Linked DNA regions of Sus scrofa: region 1 is linked to region 2. The links are chromatin contacts, called in public promoter capture Hi-C maps. All regions are on one chromosome and are shown on one strand. The core of a region is the stretch at or near the end of the contact, and the rest is flanking DNA. Distances in the headings are between cores, read along the strand shown.

What was found. Promoter capture Hi-C pulls out the DNA fragments that hold promoters and counts their contacts.
Region 1: a promoter capture Hi-C map of liver shows a contact between it and region 2, with 6 times the contacts expected there. The contact joins the promoter of EIF2B3 here to the promoter of MUTYH in region 2. A contact is called at or near these places in 1 of 5 promoter capture datasets (liver) and 1 of 2 datasets of contacts at active chromatin or transcription factors (alveolar macrophages).

What each region holds. Positions count from the first base shown.
Region 1 is chr6:166,350,488-166,357,587 of Sscrofa11.1, reverse strand. It overlaps EIF2B3 (translation initiation factor eIF-2B subunit gamma), which reads right to left and starts at 3,670. Exons shown (of 12, transcript XM_021096758.1): 1 at 3,570-3,670.
Region 2 is chr6:165,998,948-166,006,515 of Sscrofa11.1, reverse strand. MUTYH (adenine DNA glycosylase) reads right to left here and starts at 3,663. Exons shown (of 16, transcript XM_021096748.1): 1 at 2,880-3,663. TOE1 (target of EGR1 protein 1) reads left to right here and starts at 2,946. Exons shown (of 9, transcript XM_003128045.4): 1 at 2,946-3,215; 2 at 3,962-4,104; 3 at 4,192-4,232; 4 at 4,378-4,474; 5 at 4,601-4,759; 6 at 5,023-5,282; 7 at 5,489-5,595; 8 at 5,598-5,647; 9 at 5,729-6,596. The coding sequence starts at 3,164. The coding sequence ends at 6,349. TESK2 (dual specificity testis-specific protein kinase 2) reads right to left here. Exons shown (of 12, transcript XM_021096752.1): 12 at 6,514-7,568. The coding sequence ends at 7,478.

The DNA of each region.
Region 1 (7,100 bases), core at 2,421-4,920, 350 kb before region 2:
GCCCTGGCAGGGATCTATCCAAGACGAAGTAGGCATATACAGTGATGGCAACACCCAAGTCTTCCTAGAAAAGACAGGAAAGCTTTATAAGAAAGCAATGCTTGAGCTGACTCTTAAAAGAGTATGAGTTCTATCAAGTTGGCTCCTGATATGTGAATTCTTATTCCTTCAAAAAATTTAAAACTGACTAGAATTAATAACAAAAATACAAGCACATTAGATCTCTGAAAAGTAGGAAATGACTTAAGATTCTTTTAATAGTTCAGCCATCGGCTCCCTTCCTGTCATGATCCCCAACATGAAAGACGGCACTAACTTAGATTTGCAGAGCCCAAATGTACAAACAAACCAAATTCATTTCTTTTGGAGTTTCCACTGTGGCTCAGCCATTAGCAAACCCAACTGGCATCCATGAGGATGCGGGTTCGACCCCTGGCCTTGCTCAGTGGGTTAACGATCTGGTGTTGCCGTGAGCTGTGGTGTAGGTCTCAGATACAGCTCGGACCCCGAATTGCTGTGGCTGTGGTGTAGGCCATCAGCTACAGCTCTGATTGGACCCCTAGCCTGGGAACTTCCATATGCCACAGGTGTGGCCCTAAAAAGACAAAAGACAAAACAACAATGACAAAAAACCAAATTAATTTCTTTTCTTCAAACTCAAGTAATAAATGAGCTTGTGTGACATTCAAAAAAAATCTCTTAATGGAGTTCCCTTGTGGCACAGTGGGTTAAGGATCCAGTATTGTCACTGCACCATGTTGCTGGTGCTGTGGCTTGGGTTCCATCCCTGACCTAGGAAGTGCCACATGCCACCGACATGGCAAAAAGAAAAAAAAAAAAAATAGTAGCTACCACAAAAGAGAGGCACATTAAAAGGTCCTAAGTCCTTATTGATTTAAAATAAATGTGCTCTTTAACTTACAACAAATGACGTAACCTTTTAAATACAAAAATGAAATTTAATGTTCAGGAAAAATAATTTATTTTAACACCAAACTGCCAAATACTGTTGCACCTTTACCATAATCTTAATCAGTCTTGGGTTCCCCACTCAGTACCCAACACTCTCACCCTATACACACAAACACAAAGTGGAAACTCTTATACAACACCCACAATTTAAAGATACGGTAATTTGTTTTGTTTGCCTTTTTGTCTTTTTAGGGCCTCACCTGTGGCATAAGGAGGTTTCCAAGCTAGGGGTCGAATTGGAGCTGTAGCCGCCAGCCTACGCCACAGCCACAGCAACATGGGATCTGAGCCGCAGCTGCGACCTACACCACAGCTCATGGCAACGGCGGATTCTTAACCCACTGAGTAAGGCCAGGGACTGAACCTGACTCCTCATGGATGCTGGCTGGGTCCATTAACTGCTGAGCCACAATGGGAACTCTGACGACATGGCAATCTGGATTCTAGCAAGCATAGCCTCAAATCGGAAAATTTTTTTTTTGTTTTGCTTTTTAGGGCCACACCTGTGGCACATGGAATTCCCAGGCTAGGGGTCTAATCTGAGCCACAGCTGCTGGCCTACGCCACAGCCACTGCAATGCAGGATCCGAGCTGTGTCTGCAACCTACACCACAGCTCGTGGCAACGGCAGGTCCTTAACTCACTGAGTGGGGCCAGGGACTGAACCCGCAACCTCATGGATCCCAGTCGGGTTCATTAACCGCTGAGCCACGAGGGGAACTCCCCTCAAATTGGAATTTAACTTCAATCTGGCACTACATAACTCCCATAACATCTGACAGTATTATGAAAAGAGCACCAGGTCCTTAAGAGTTAAAAGACCTGAGTCAGAGTTATGGTTCTACCACTTACAGGTGATGTAACCAGGAGCCTGACATTTAAAACTCTTATTGTCCTCAGATTCTAGAAGGGAGCCTGGTGGTTCAATTCCCAGACCCTTAAACCAGACTGCCTGGGTTTGAATTCTAGTTCTACCATGAATTAGCTGTGTGATCCGTGGTAAACTACATAACTTTTCCAAGTCTCTGTTTTCTTAATTTTCTTTTTTTATTACTATTTTTTATTAAAGTGTAGTTGATTTACCATATTGTGCCAATTTCTGCAGTACAGCAAAGTGACCCAGTCATACGTAAACACACACTCCCTTTCTTATATTATCTTCCATCATGGTCTGTGCCAAGAGACTGGATACAGTTCCCTGTGCTGTACAGAGGGACCTCATGCTTATCCATCTAAATGGAATAGTTTGCATCTACTAAATCCAAACTCCCAGTCCATCCCACTCCCTCTTCCCTCGCCTTTGTGTTTTCTGAATTTTCTAAGATAAGGATAATTAGTTTCTACTTCACAGGGTAAATATTAAATGAGTTAATCTACGTAAAACACACAAAATAATGTTAATCCCGTGACAAGCAGTGTATCCATGTTTGATATTATTAGACAGATCATGAAAGTCTTCTGTGCCAACTGAACCACGATGTTGCATAATTCTGGTCCCTGTATTGCTATTCTTGCTTCCTAAGCGGCCCTTCTCCTGTATGTAATCCACCTATTAAACTTTTAAGACTCAGTTCAAGAATCATCTTGCCTAAAAAGCCATTCCTAACCCTTCCCACTCTCCTGGTAGAAGCAACTAACTCCTTTCCCCTTAGATGCTTCCACTCTGCTATGTACATAGCATCTCTGCCTTTACAAGCTTTATCATCCACTTGCTATTTCCTGCGAGTTCCCTGACTGTCATCCCTGTATTCCCAGCACCTGGCCAGGCACTCAATCAGTGTTTGTGGAATAAGCACCTGCGAACCTCACAACAACCCCATGTAAGAGTCAAGTTCAAACATGTGCAGAAGTGACATCAGAACCCAGGTCACCTCGATCTGAGGTTCCTGCTCTCCATGAGGCCCGGGGGGTAATCATGGACATGACTTTCCATGACACCAGGCAATCCGTCAAACGTCTCAATGTCACTGCCATGACTCTGGACGATGGGAATCAAGGCAAAGATTCATTGGCCACTCAATGGCTGGGACAGAGAGCACAAAAGTTTTAAGAGGGGGTGTTCATGGCACCCCAGACCTGCCTCCGTCAGAGCACTCACTGCCTTCTCCCTTCGAAAACTGGCAAGATAAAACATCATATCATAGTTATCCTCTCAGCGAGACCTGACTGCATTCCTCTTTGTAGTCCACTGTCTTGCACTTAAACAACTAAACACAGCATCAATGAACAAAGGGCTTAAGTGAGCAGAGCTCAGGCACTGTCCTCAGGGCGCCTGGTCCTGGGTCTGAAGCTCCCTGGATGAGACTTCTAGCAGACCCTGAAACTCCGTTTCCTCCACCTGTTGCACAAGGTGGTTGGCTCGGATTCTCGCCGAGCGCCCTTCTAGTTGGGGCACTTGGCTCCGCGGCCAGGTCGGGCAGGCGCTCCAGCCGGCAACTCCGGGGCTCCGCACCTCCGCCACCCGCTCAGGCCCTGCTCGGCCGGGCTCCAGGAGCTCGACCCCCTCCGGGGAAGCGGGGCTCGGCGGCCTCCACCGCGCGGCTCCCGCGGCCAGCCAACTCGCGCGCGGCCTGGCAGCGCAGAAGCTTCGGCTTTACCTCGGGTCGCGCGCCGCCACCGCTCCCAACGCTCCCCACGCCGCCGCTGCCTGACAGCCCAAAGGCGCAGGCGCGCGATGGCCGAACAGATCGATGGGACGCGCCGGGCAGGCCCGCGGAGAAGGGATGAGCGCCGAATGATAGATGACGGCCAGAAGCGCGCTGCTGGGGGGAGCGGAGGAGAGCGGCCGGCGGCGCTCCCTGTGGCTTTAAGTCCGTTCACATGTCATCAATGTCCGGGTGAAATGGAGTTTTAACTAAAGAACAACCCCCACCCCTTGGCTAAGAAGGCAGCTGCAAGCCTTTCAGCTGTGCTCGTCACTATACCACCCTTCTTGTAATAATGTAACAACTGTGTGCCCTCTGTCCCAGCCAGCAGCCCTGCTAATCAGGTACCCAGCATTGCTTATCAGTTCCGCTTCTGTAACCTTGCTGGCTCAGTTTCTTAGGGAGGAACACTGTCTGCTTGGGGATGGGGGGAGGTCCGGGATGCTTACATGGCAAAAGCAAGCCCTTGTAGTGTATAAAAGTTACTGAGAACAAAGACCTGGTGCTCAGACTCTGGAGGTGTCTCCTCTGAGCCCTCACCGGTGCTGAATAAATCTTGCTTTTCCATAGATCTGAGTGCTGTTTGTCTCCTTCCATTGCCACGGTTTTTGCGGTTTCCACAATACAGGGAGCGTCCCTCGCGGTGCAGGGGTCCTTGAAACTCAGGCTGGAACAGCCGCAGTCTCTTCCTTAAGGCAATTGTCCTTCTAGGATCGGTCCCCAACCACACTCTGCGATGTGGGGCTCCCCAGTGGAGAAATCACCAAATCTCTTGCAGGCCAACGATTGCCAAGGTTTTCTATGTCCAGTGATGCCTAATATGGGGACTCAACGTTGGCTTTTTTTTTTTTTTTTTGTCTTTTGTTGTTGTTGCTATTTCTTGGGCCGCTCCCACGGCATATGGAGGTTCCCAGGCTAGGGGTCGAATCGGAGCTGTAGCCACCAGCCTACGCCAGAGCCACAGCAACGCGGGATCCGAGCTGCGTCTGCAACCTACACCACAGCTCACGGCAACGCCGGATCGTTAACCCACTGAGCAAGGGCAGGGACCGAACCCGCAACCTCATGGTTCCTAGTCGGATTCGTTAACCACTGCACCACGACGGGAACTCCGACATTGGCTTTCTAAACCAGACTATTTTGGTGTGGACAACATCCGCCTTTAATCCATCAAAACGGTTGGGGACGCGGAATTAGGGAAGATCTCACTGAGATGGTGACATCGAACAAGATCTTGAAGAGCGTGAGTCAGGTGGATATTTTCTTGAAGAGTGTGAGTCAGGTGGATATTTTGAGTAAAAGCCTTCCAAGCGGAGTGGTCAGCAAGTGCAAAGGCCCTCAAGAGAGACCGCAAGTTCAAAGCACATAAAAGAGGCCAACATGGCTGAAGCAAAATAAGTGGGGCAGAGGAATGACGACCAAGGAAATCAGAGAGGCAATGGAGGAGAGGGCAGAGAATTCAGATCCTGTGGGTCTTTTTTTTTTTTTCTTTTTTGGCTGCCCCTTGGGGATATGGAGTTCCTGGTTCAGGGATCAAATCCCAGCTGCAGGGTCAACCTACAGAGCAGCTGTGGCAAAGCAGGATCCTTACGTTGGGATGTCGGGCTGGGAATGGAACCTGCATCCCTGAGCTCCAGAGATGCTGCAGTTCCCTTTGCACCACACCAGGAACTCCAGTCCTGGGGTCTCGTATGCCACCGTGAGGACCTTGAAGGAAGCGGAGGAGGAGCAGTATGACAGGTTTGAAAGGATCACCGGTTGCTGTAATGATAATAGACTCCCTGGGAGCACGGAGACCGCTTAAGAGGCTGCAACTCTATGAAAGAACCCAAACAGCTGCATCTAGACAACTCCAACAATTGCGAGAGATAATAATAAAATTTTTTTTTGATGTTTTAAACAGTAAGTTTTGGGGTGGTTTGTTAAGCTACATAGATAACAGGAACAACGGTCATTATCTCTTTCGCACACATTCCTGCAATTTCCTAATCTTTTGGAAGCTTCCTCTTTCTTTCTCCATCTCTTAAACCCTAAAATGCTTTAGCTGCCTGCCACTTATGAGGTAGAGTCTAATTTCTGCAATAAAAGTAAACTGCTTTATTCAAAAGTATTTATTGCCTGCCTGATACATGCCAACCAATGTTTTGGATGCTTGATGCTGGAGATACAGCAACCGAGAAACACCAGACTCGTACTTTTCCCCAGACTTTCAGCCAGAAGAATAGGCGCTCAGTGCAGAACCTACTAAAAAAAGTCCTGGAGTTTCCATCATGGCTCAGTGGAAGGGAATCTGACTAGCATCCATGAGGATGCAGGTTTGATCCCTGGCCTTGCTCAGTGGGTTAAGAATCCAGCATTGCCATGAGCTGTCGCAGACGTGGCTCAGATACCGAGTTGCTGTGACTGGTGTGGGGCAGCGCTGATTCGACCCCTAGCCTGGGAACCTCCTTATGCCGCAGGTGTGGCCCAAAAAAACCCAAACAAAACAAAAAACAAACAAACAAAAGTCTCGAAGCCATATCCATAAAACTGGCCTATCCTCCTTCACGTTGGGATACTGGTGATGAGTTGTTACTGGATATTTATTTTAACTCAAGTAAAACACTAAGTATGTTGGTAAAAGGGCGCCATGGAACGATCGGTTTGGTTACAAGAGACTCAAAACTTGACCACCCTCTCCTTCTGCAGCAAGACTCTCTCCTCTTTGGTATTAAGCAAGCAGAAGCCTTGGGAATTATAGTATTGTTTTGAGGTAAGAACTAGTTATGAAGTGAGAACTGCATTCAACCTCTGATGTGTCATCCATTTTATTTTATTTTATTTTGTCTTTTTAGGGCCGCACCCATGGCATATGGAGGTTCCCAGGCACAGGGTCGAATCGGAGCTTCAGCTGCCGGCCTACACCACAGCCACAGCAACGGGGGATCCGAGCCACATCTTCGACCTACACCACAGCTCACGGCAACGCTGGATCCTTAACCCACTGAGTGAGGCCAGGGATCGAACATACAACCTCATGGTTCCTAGTTGGGTTTGTTTCCCCTGTGCTACGACAGGAACCCCCTGTCATCCATTTTAAATGCTCATGTTTAAGCTAGCAAATGTTTTCAGGGAACTGGAGGATTTTTCTCCTACAGTTGAGGAAAGTAGTTGAGAGACTGCTTCAGTTTAAACTCATTTTCAATTATTCCCTTAGGGCAGCAATTCTCAAACTTTTTGGTCTCTGGACCCTTTATACTCTTAAAAATTATTGGGGCCCCAAAGAACTTTTGTTTGTATAGATTGTATCTGTTGATATCGACCATATTAAAAATTCAAACTGAGAAAATTTTTAAATATTAATTCATTAAAAATAAAAACAATAAAACCATTACATGGTAACACACTAACATTTTAATGAAAACATAACTATGTTTTCAAAATAAAAAAATAGAAGAATACCAATACCATGGTTTCACCTTCTTGCACATCTCATTAATGTCT
Region 2 (7,568 bases), core at 2,414-4,913:
TTTTTTTGCTATTTCTTGGGCCGCTCCCGCGGCATATGGAGGTTCCCAGGCTAGGGGTCGAATCGGAGCTGTGGCCACCGGCCTACGCCAGAGCCACAGCAACGCAGGATCTGAGCCGCGTCTGCAACCTACACCACAGCTCACGGCAACGCCGGATCGTTAACCCACTGAGCAAGGGCAGGGACCGAACCCGCAACCTCATGGTTCCTAGTCGGATTCGTTAACCACTGCGCCACGACGGGAACTCCCCTTTCCTTAAACTTTTTATTTCACCACCTTATTTCCACCAAAGGGGTTGCTTCTTCCTTCGGAGAAGAAAACAAAGGCACAAACTTGGCTCCATCTGCACGCTCCTTGTCCTGTACCCAGGATATGGAGGACAGGTTCCCTCCTCCGAAATCCTTGGAGCTCAGGGTCCTGCTCCGCCAACCCTTTCTACCAGAACCAGACCCACCCTCTTCTCCTTCAGAGCCAACCTTCTTCCCCGCACTTGCTGACAATCCATGCTGCAATCTATTCTCCAAAGACAAAAGCAATCTTTTTTTTTTTTTTTTTTGGTCTTTTGTCTTTTCAGGGCCACATCCATGGCATATGGAGGTGCCCAGGTGAGGGGCTGAAAATCGGAGTTGTAGCTGCCGGCCTACACCACAGCCACAGCCATGCTGGATCCTTAACCCACTGAGCAAGGCCAGAGTAGAACCTGTGTCCTCATGGATGCTCGTCCAATTTGTTTCCGCTGAGCCACGATGGGAACTCCTACAGCAATCTATTAAGACAGGATTATGTCACTTTCTTACTTGAAGCCTGTAATAGCTTCCCATTACTCAGTGAACAAATATTTATGGAGTGCTTACTGTGTCAAGCACTTGGTACTTGGAATACTTCAGTAAACAGAACATCAAAGATTCTTGCCCTTATGGAGCATATACTCTCAATGGGGCAGACAATAAATAATGTACAATCAGTAAATTATGTAAGATATTAATGATAAATACTAGTATACAGAGGGAAAGCAAAGCAGTGAAGGGGGGTGGAATGTTGCAATTTTAAAGAAGGTGGTCAAGGTGGGCCTTATTAAAATGATATTTGACCAACGACTTACAGCAGGTGAGTTCCCCTTGTAGCTCAGCGGAAACGAATCCTATTAGGAACCATGAGGTTGTGGGTTCAATCCCCGGCCTTGCCCAGTGGGTTAAGGATCCGGCGTTGCCGTGAGCCGTGGTGTAGCTCGAAGATGGCTCAGATCCTGCGTTGCTGTGGCTCTGGGCATAGGCCAGGGGCTACAGCTCCGATTAGGCCCCTAGCCTGGGAACCTCCACATGCCACAAGTGCAGCCCAAAAAAGACAAAAAAAAGCAGTTGAAGGAATTAGTCATGGGGATATTGATACCTGTGGAAAAGGCATCCTAAGAAGCAGTTAGTGCAAAGGCCCTGAGAAGGGTGCCTGGTGTGTTTGGAGAACAATGAGGAAGCCATTATGGTTGGAATGGAAGAAGGAAAGAGTAAGCAGTAGATAAAGTCAGAGGTCAAGACAACTGGAGACTGGAGTTCCCATCATGGCTCAGTGGTTAAAGAACCCGACTAGTACCCATGAGGACACGGGTTGATCCCCGGCCTTACTCAGTGGGTTAAGGATCCCACGCTGCTGAAGCTGTGGTATAGGCTGGCAGCTGCAGGTCCAATTTGACCCCTAGCCTGGGAACTTCCATATGCCGCAGGTGTGGCCTTAAAAAGACAAAAAAAAAGAAAGAAAAAAGAAAATTGGAGACATTACAGAGAAGCTTGTAGGCCACTGGAGGACTCTGGCAACACACCATTGCTCTTAGAAGCCAATCCCCTTAAAATAGCTTTGTGGGCTCCAACGAGCCCCACCTGCCTCATCCCCTCTCACTATGCGCTAGCCATGTTTGCCTGAAAGAGCTGCTTCAATTCCCCAAGTGTCTGCCTGCATTGAGGCCTGACCCAATCCATCCCCTCTGTTTGGCTAGCTCTTCCATGCTGTACCTAACTTTTAGTCATTCTTCAGGTCTTGACTTAAATGTCCAAGTCAGCCCCCTTCCCCCAGCCTTACCTTCCACTGCTGCTCTTATACCAACTGTAACTTCATAAGCATTTGTGATTCTTCCATCAGTGCCTGCCTTCCCCACTTAACTGTAAAACTCGACAAAAGCAAAGACTGGGTGTCTTTTGTTGACGGTTGTGTCCCCAGAGCTGAGCACAGTGCCAGGCAAACTGTACACTATAAACACTTGTTAAATTAATTTGGGATGAGGTAAAAGTTTCCCTCTTTTCAGAATAGGAGAAATTCAAGCCATTCGAAACAGAGATGAAAACACTCGGTAGAAAGGCTGAAGATGAACTGAAAACAGCAAAAAACGGAAGTGAACGAGTTGAGAGTCTTTGGTGGGAACCAAAGCCCCTGGGAAAGGACTAGTGTCCGGTAGGCGCAGAGCATCTCCCGGTAGCAGGAATCGTGTTCAAACCCCCTGCAGGTCAACTATACCTCCTAACTGCTGACAATTTGTCCCTGCTAGAGTCCTAATTCAAGTCCCTATTATCACGCATCAGGGTTACTTAAAAGGTGTCCCTGCTACCGGGACGCTCTCATCTCCCGCAGCCTCATTTCCCGTCCCGCTCCCCGCTTCTTTCACTTCCTGGGACGAAAGGCGCTCTCCACCCTCCCCAGGAACTTGCCCATTCCCAGAATATTGCTCTTTCTCCACACTCCCCTGTCTCTGCATAACTCATATGCGTGCTTTAAGCTCAGCTCGGGCAGCGCCACCTCCTCTGGGGGGGAACCCCCGCACCCCCGTCCCGGAGCACCCCTCCCCGCGCCGCGGCGCTCAGGTCCACATTCCCGCCGCGCTGTGGGCGAATTACCTCTCGCGCGGTCTCGCGCGGCCGGCTCCCGACTGGACGCCAGGGGGCGTGGCTCCGGCCAATCCGGGAGGTCAGCGGGAACACGCCAGCCAATAGGCTCTCAGCGCGCGCCGGGCCCGCTGCTCCGCGCCAGCCCCGGGAGCTCTGAACGGAAGTCCGACCTGTCGGCGACCCAGGGGGCGAGGCGAGGCGCCGCCACCTCCCCGACGGCGAGAGCCGAGCCGGGGGACGAAGCGGAAGTCCCGCGGACCCACTGACTATACTGAAGAGAGACTCGCGGTGTCATGGCCGCCGACAGTGACGACGGCGCAGCCTCAGCTCCAGCCGTTTCTGACGGTGAGTGGCTTCCCGGGGACAGCTTTGAAATCCTGTACGTTTGGCGGGGCGGGAGGGCCTCAGGTTCACTGTTCGAAGAAACCGACCTCAAGTTTCAGAGGACTAGCTGCTTCCTTCTGGACCAGCCACGAGGAGACTACAAGTCCCGGCGTGCACCGCGACGCTGGCTGCGGAAGTCTGGCGTGCTGGCGCGGAGTCGGGACGTGCAGGGGCGTGCCGGGAGATGCAGTCCGGAGCTCGAAGCTCTGTTAAGCGGGGCGGGTGGGGAGTTGTGGGCAGGAAGTGGGACGGATGCGGGCGTAATGTATCAGGCTCTGCGCGCGCTCTGGCTGCTGCCGCGTGTGGCTATGAGGTGCCCCGGGAACGGTGCTGTAGAGCCTTGCAGGATATTAAAGGAGCCGAGGTCCTCCATCCTTGCAAAAGATTTCGTAGAGGATGTGGGGAAAAGGAACCTCACAGATCATCGAGCCCAACCTTAGTCTTTTACAGGTTTTGATGCTGAGGAGGAAGACACTTTCCCAGCCTCATAATCTTCTGAAAGACCTGGGCTTTTTTTCCCCAAAATCGGGGCACTGTGCACCCCAAGGCCTGTGTATTGAGCATAAGTGATACAAAGGCTTGAGGGGAAAGCTGCCATATCTTGCCTAAAGAGAAACTGCTCCTGCCTCTGCCCCCAGCCATGGCCTAGCTTAGTGTTTGTTCTCATGGGCCCTCTGCCTGAGCGTCGTCACCCTCCTTACCCCCAGGTGGTGTCCACCAAAGCACAAAATCTGGGGAGGAGCTGGCAATCCAGGTTCCCGTGGTGGATGTACAAAACGACAACTTCAAGGAAATGTGGCCGTCCCTCCTGCTGGCCATAAAGACAGCTAGCTTTGTGGCTGTGGACACGGTGAGGGTTGGGGAACTGGGAGAGCCGGTGGTTGTGAGGGGGCTGGTGCTGCGGACCTAACACAGCTCTCTCTTTGCTGACGCTTAGGAACTGAGTGGGCTTGGGGACCGGAAGAGTTTGCTGAACCAGTAAGTGTAAGCCCTGATCTCTTTAGTCCTAGCCTTGGCAGGAGGGGCAGAGCTCAGCCCTGGAGTGGAGGTCACAGTCCTGGGTGGTTTGGGTCCGTCATGAGGCTAAGTCCCAGCCACAGCCACTCCCAACCTCAACCCCAAGGTGCATCGAGGAACGTTACAAGGCCGTGTGTCATGCTGCCAGGACCCGTTCCATCCTCTCCCTGGGCCTCGCTTGCTTTAAGCACCAGCCGGACAAGGTATGGGCTGATCTCACCCTCTCCCAGGTCTGTGGCTGGGGGAGGAGGGTTGAGATCCTAGAGAACATCAGCTGTGAGGTTTTTTCCTCCCAAGGCTTGACGTAGCAGAACCTCCTTCTCTCCCAGGGTGACCATTCATACCTGGTCCAGGTGTTCAATCTGACCCTGCTGTGCATGGAGGAGTATGTCATAGAACCAAAGTCCGTGCAGTTCCTGGTCCAGCATGGTTTCAACTTCAACCGGCAGTATGCCCAGGGCATCCCCTACCACAAGGGCAACGACAAGGTAGGACTCCAGCCTTGAGGCGGCCCTTTCTGTGACTTCATTTCTTACTCCTCTTTGCGGCTGGGTGCCTGGGGGAGGATCTGTTTCTTAGGCACATGGGGCGTCGTGACAGCTGGGGAAACAAAACATACCTTGGTGAAGAGCGCTGGATTAGACAGCAGGAGAGAACTTTCCAAGTGAGGGAGCCTGGGATGTATGTGTCCTGCAAAAGAGGCTTCCCTGGGGACTCTGTCCTTCCCAGTGACCCCTTTCTTTCCACCCAGGGCGATGAGAGCCAGAGCCAGTCAGTGAGGACCCTGTTCCTGGAGCTGATCCGGGCCCGCCGGCCCCTGGTGTTGCACAACGGTCTTATAGACCTGGTGTTCCTGTACCAGCACTTCTATGCGCACCTGCCCGAGAGCTTGGGAACCTTCACTGCTGACCTGTGTGAAATGTTCCCAGCTGGCATTTATGACACCAAATATGCTGCTGAGTTTCACGCCCGCTTTGTGGCCTCCTACCTAGAATATGCCTTCCGGAAATGGTGAGGGACTGGTTGAGGGAACAGGGTGGGGCCTGGTATTGTCTTGACTATTTCACTCACTTAAGACATTGATTGAGTGCCTCCCCTGTGCCAGGCACTGTGTTGGGTGCTGAGGGTTCAGGGTTCAGCAGTGAACAAAGCAGACAAACACCCTGTTCTCACGGAGCTTATATGCTCAGGGACGGGTACCTTCTTGTGTGTTGCAGTGAGCGGGAAAATGGGAAGCAGAGGGCAGCTGGCAGCCCACACCTTACCCTGGAGTTCTGCAGCTATCCTTCTAGCATGAGGGCCCACATTGACTATCGCTGCTGCATGCCCCTGCAACCTCCCGTCCCCATTCCACCAGCATCTGTGACAACTTCTCGGTGAGAGCACCTGCCTATTTCCTGGGGGGAGGGAGGTTTAATGCCTCGAACCCCTCTCTAAGGTTTTTTCCCTGCTTCCAGGCCTACGGCTGGTGCCCCCTGGGACCACGTTGTCCTCGGTCCCATGATATTGACCTTATTATTGACACTGACGAGGCTGTCGTGGAAGACAAGAGGCGTCGACGAAGACGTAGGGGAAAACGGCTGAAGGCTTTGTTGAGCCTGCCTGCGAGACAGACCCCTGGGGAAACGGAGGGTGGTCCTCCCGCCAAGCAGGTCCGTGGGGAAGGCCTGAAGCCTGAGGAAGGTGAGCCGGAGGTGGCTGAGGATGAGACTGGGAACCAGCCTGGCTCTGAGCAAGGTCACGAAAACGACTTGGACGTGGAGCTTGAGGCAACAAGGCCTGCACCAGCTGACGTGACCGCCCCAGAAGCACCAGGGAGCCAAGCCAGTCCTAACCCAGTGCCTGGGGATGGGCTGCATCGGGCTGGCTTTGATGCCTTCATGACAGGCTACGTGATGGCCTATGTGGGAGTGGGCCAAGGACTCCAGCCCTGTCGCTCTGGACCATGGCTACCTGAATGCCACAACAAGGTATACCTGAGTGGCAAGGCTGTCCCCCTCACCGTGGCGAAAAGCCAGTTCTCCCGTTCCTCAAAAGCCCACAACCAGAAGATGAAGCTGGCTTGGGGCAGTGGCTGACCCAACTTCTACACAGCACTCAGGGCCCGGGAACAAAGCTGAGGGTGAAACAGAAGGGTCTGGATCTCTCTCAGCCGTGAGTGCCTGGCAGACGCTGCCGCGTCACTCCTCGTCCTCTCTCTTTACACCGGAGGTTGGGGAATAAGGGGCACACACAAGAAGGCTGACCAGCACCTGTAACACCGACTTTATTTATTTTTAAATCTCAAAGTGTCTTGGGAAAGTTTTACAAAAAAGAAAAAAAAAATCAACAGAAACAAGATATGAAAATATTTGACCAGCTTCATCTTTGGTTATTTCTTATTGTGGCTCTAGAAGGACAGACTGTTCCCGTAGCAGAAAGGGAAGACCTCAGTCCACGTATAAACCATTTAACCAACCGGGCATGTGACGTGTTGACAAATACACAGAGCAGGCCCTCGGGCCTACAAGACCAGCCCCACTCCCAGCCACAAGGCTGAAAGTCTTACAGGGCAGGACATTAAGACTCCTTCATAAATATGAAAATAGATTCATCAACTGGAAAAGATCTTTGAATAGTTAGCTGAGAGCCACGACCACCACTCCGCCTCGCCCTCCCCTTGCATAGAGATGTAGTGACGTGGCCTGACCGCGCAGTAAGTGCAAACAGCAATTATTCAAGTGTCTTAGACATCCTGGCAAGAGGCACCCCAGGCTTCAGGTCTGAGAAATCGCCATGCCCTTGGTGGCCTCCTGGTCAGCTCCAGATGCCAGCCACTAGCTTATATGCCCCCGGAAAGCGCAAGAGGCAGACCTGGGGTAGGAGAAGAACCTGGGGTGGTAGCTGCCTGCCAGCTCACACTAGAACTAGGAGTCCTCTGGTCCGTCTGGGGACGTGCACGGGGGAATCAGGTGGGGGCCAGAGCTCCTTGCTGGATTGCAGAGGCTTGGTGTCAGCTGTTGGCCCTAGTTAACTAGGAAGGCCTCTCGCTGCGGCCTCACCTCTCATACACAGCCACGGGCACCGGGAGCCCCGAAGTTGAGCCTGGCTTGGCTTAGCCTGCCTGCTCTGTGGGCCCCAGGGAAGAGTCAAGGCTGTGCACCAAGGGGGCCCTGTGGCTTCGGCTGAAGGTCCAGCCCCAAGGTGAGCTGGGGATTAACCCCCTCTCACCCATCCTGCTCTCCCTGGGTTTTCAGGCCTGTGCCAGAGACGGCCAAGTCTCTTGGCCTTTCTTCTACCTCCATCTCCTCAAGGGCA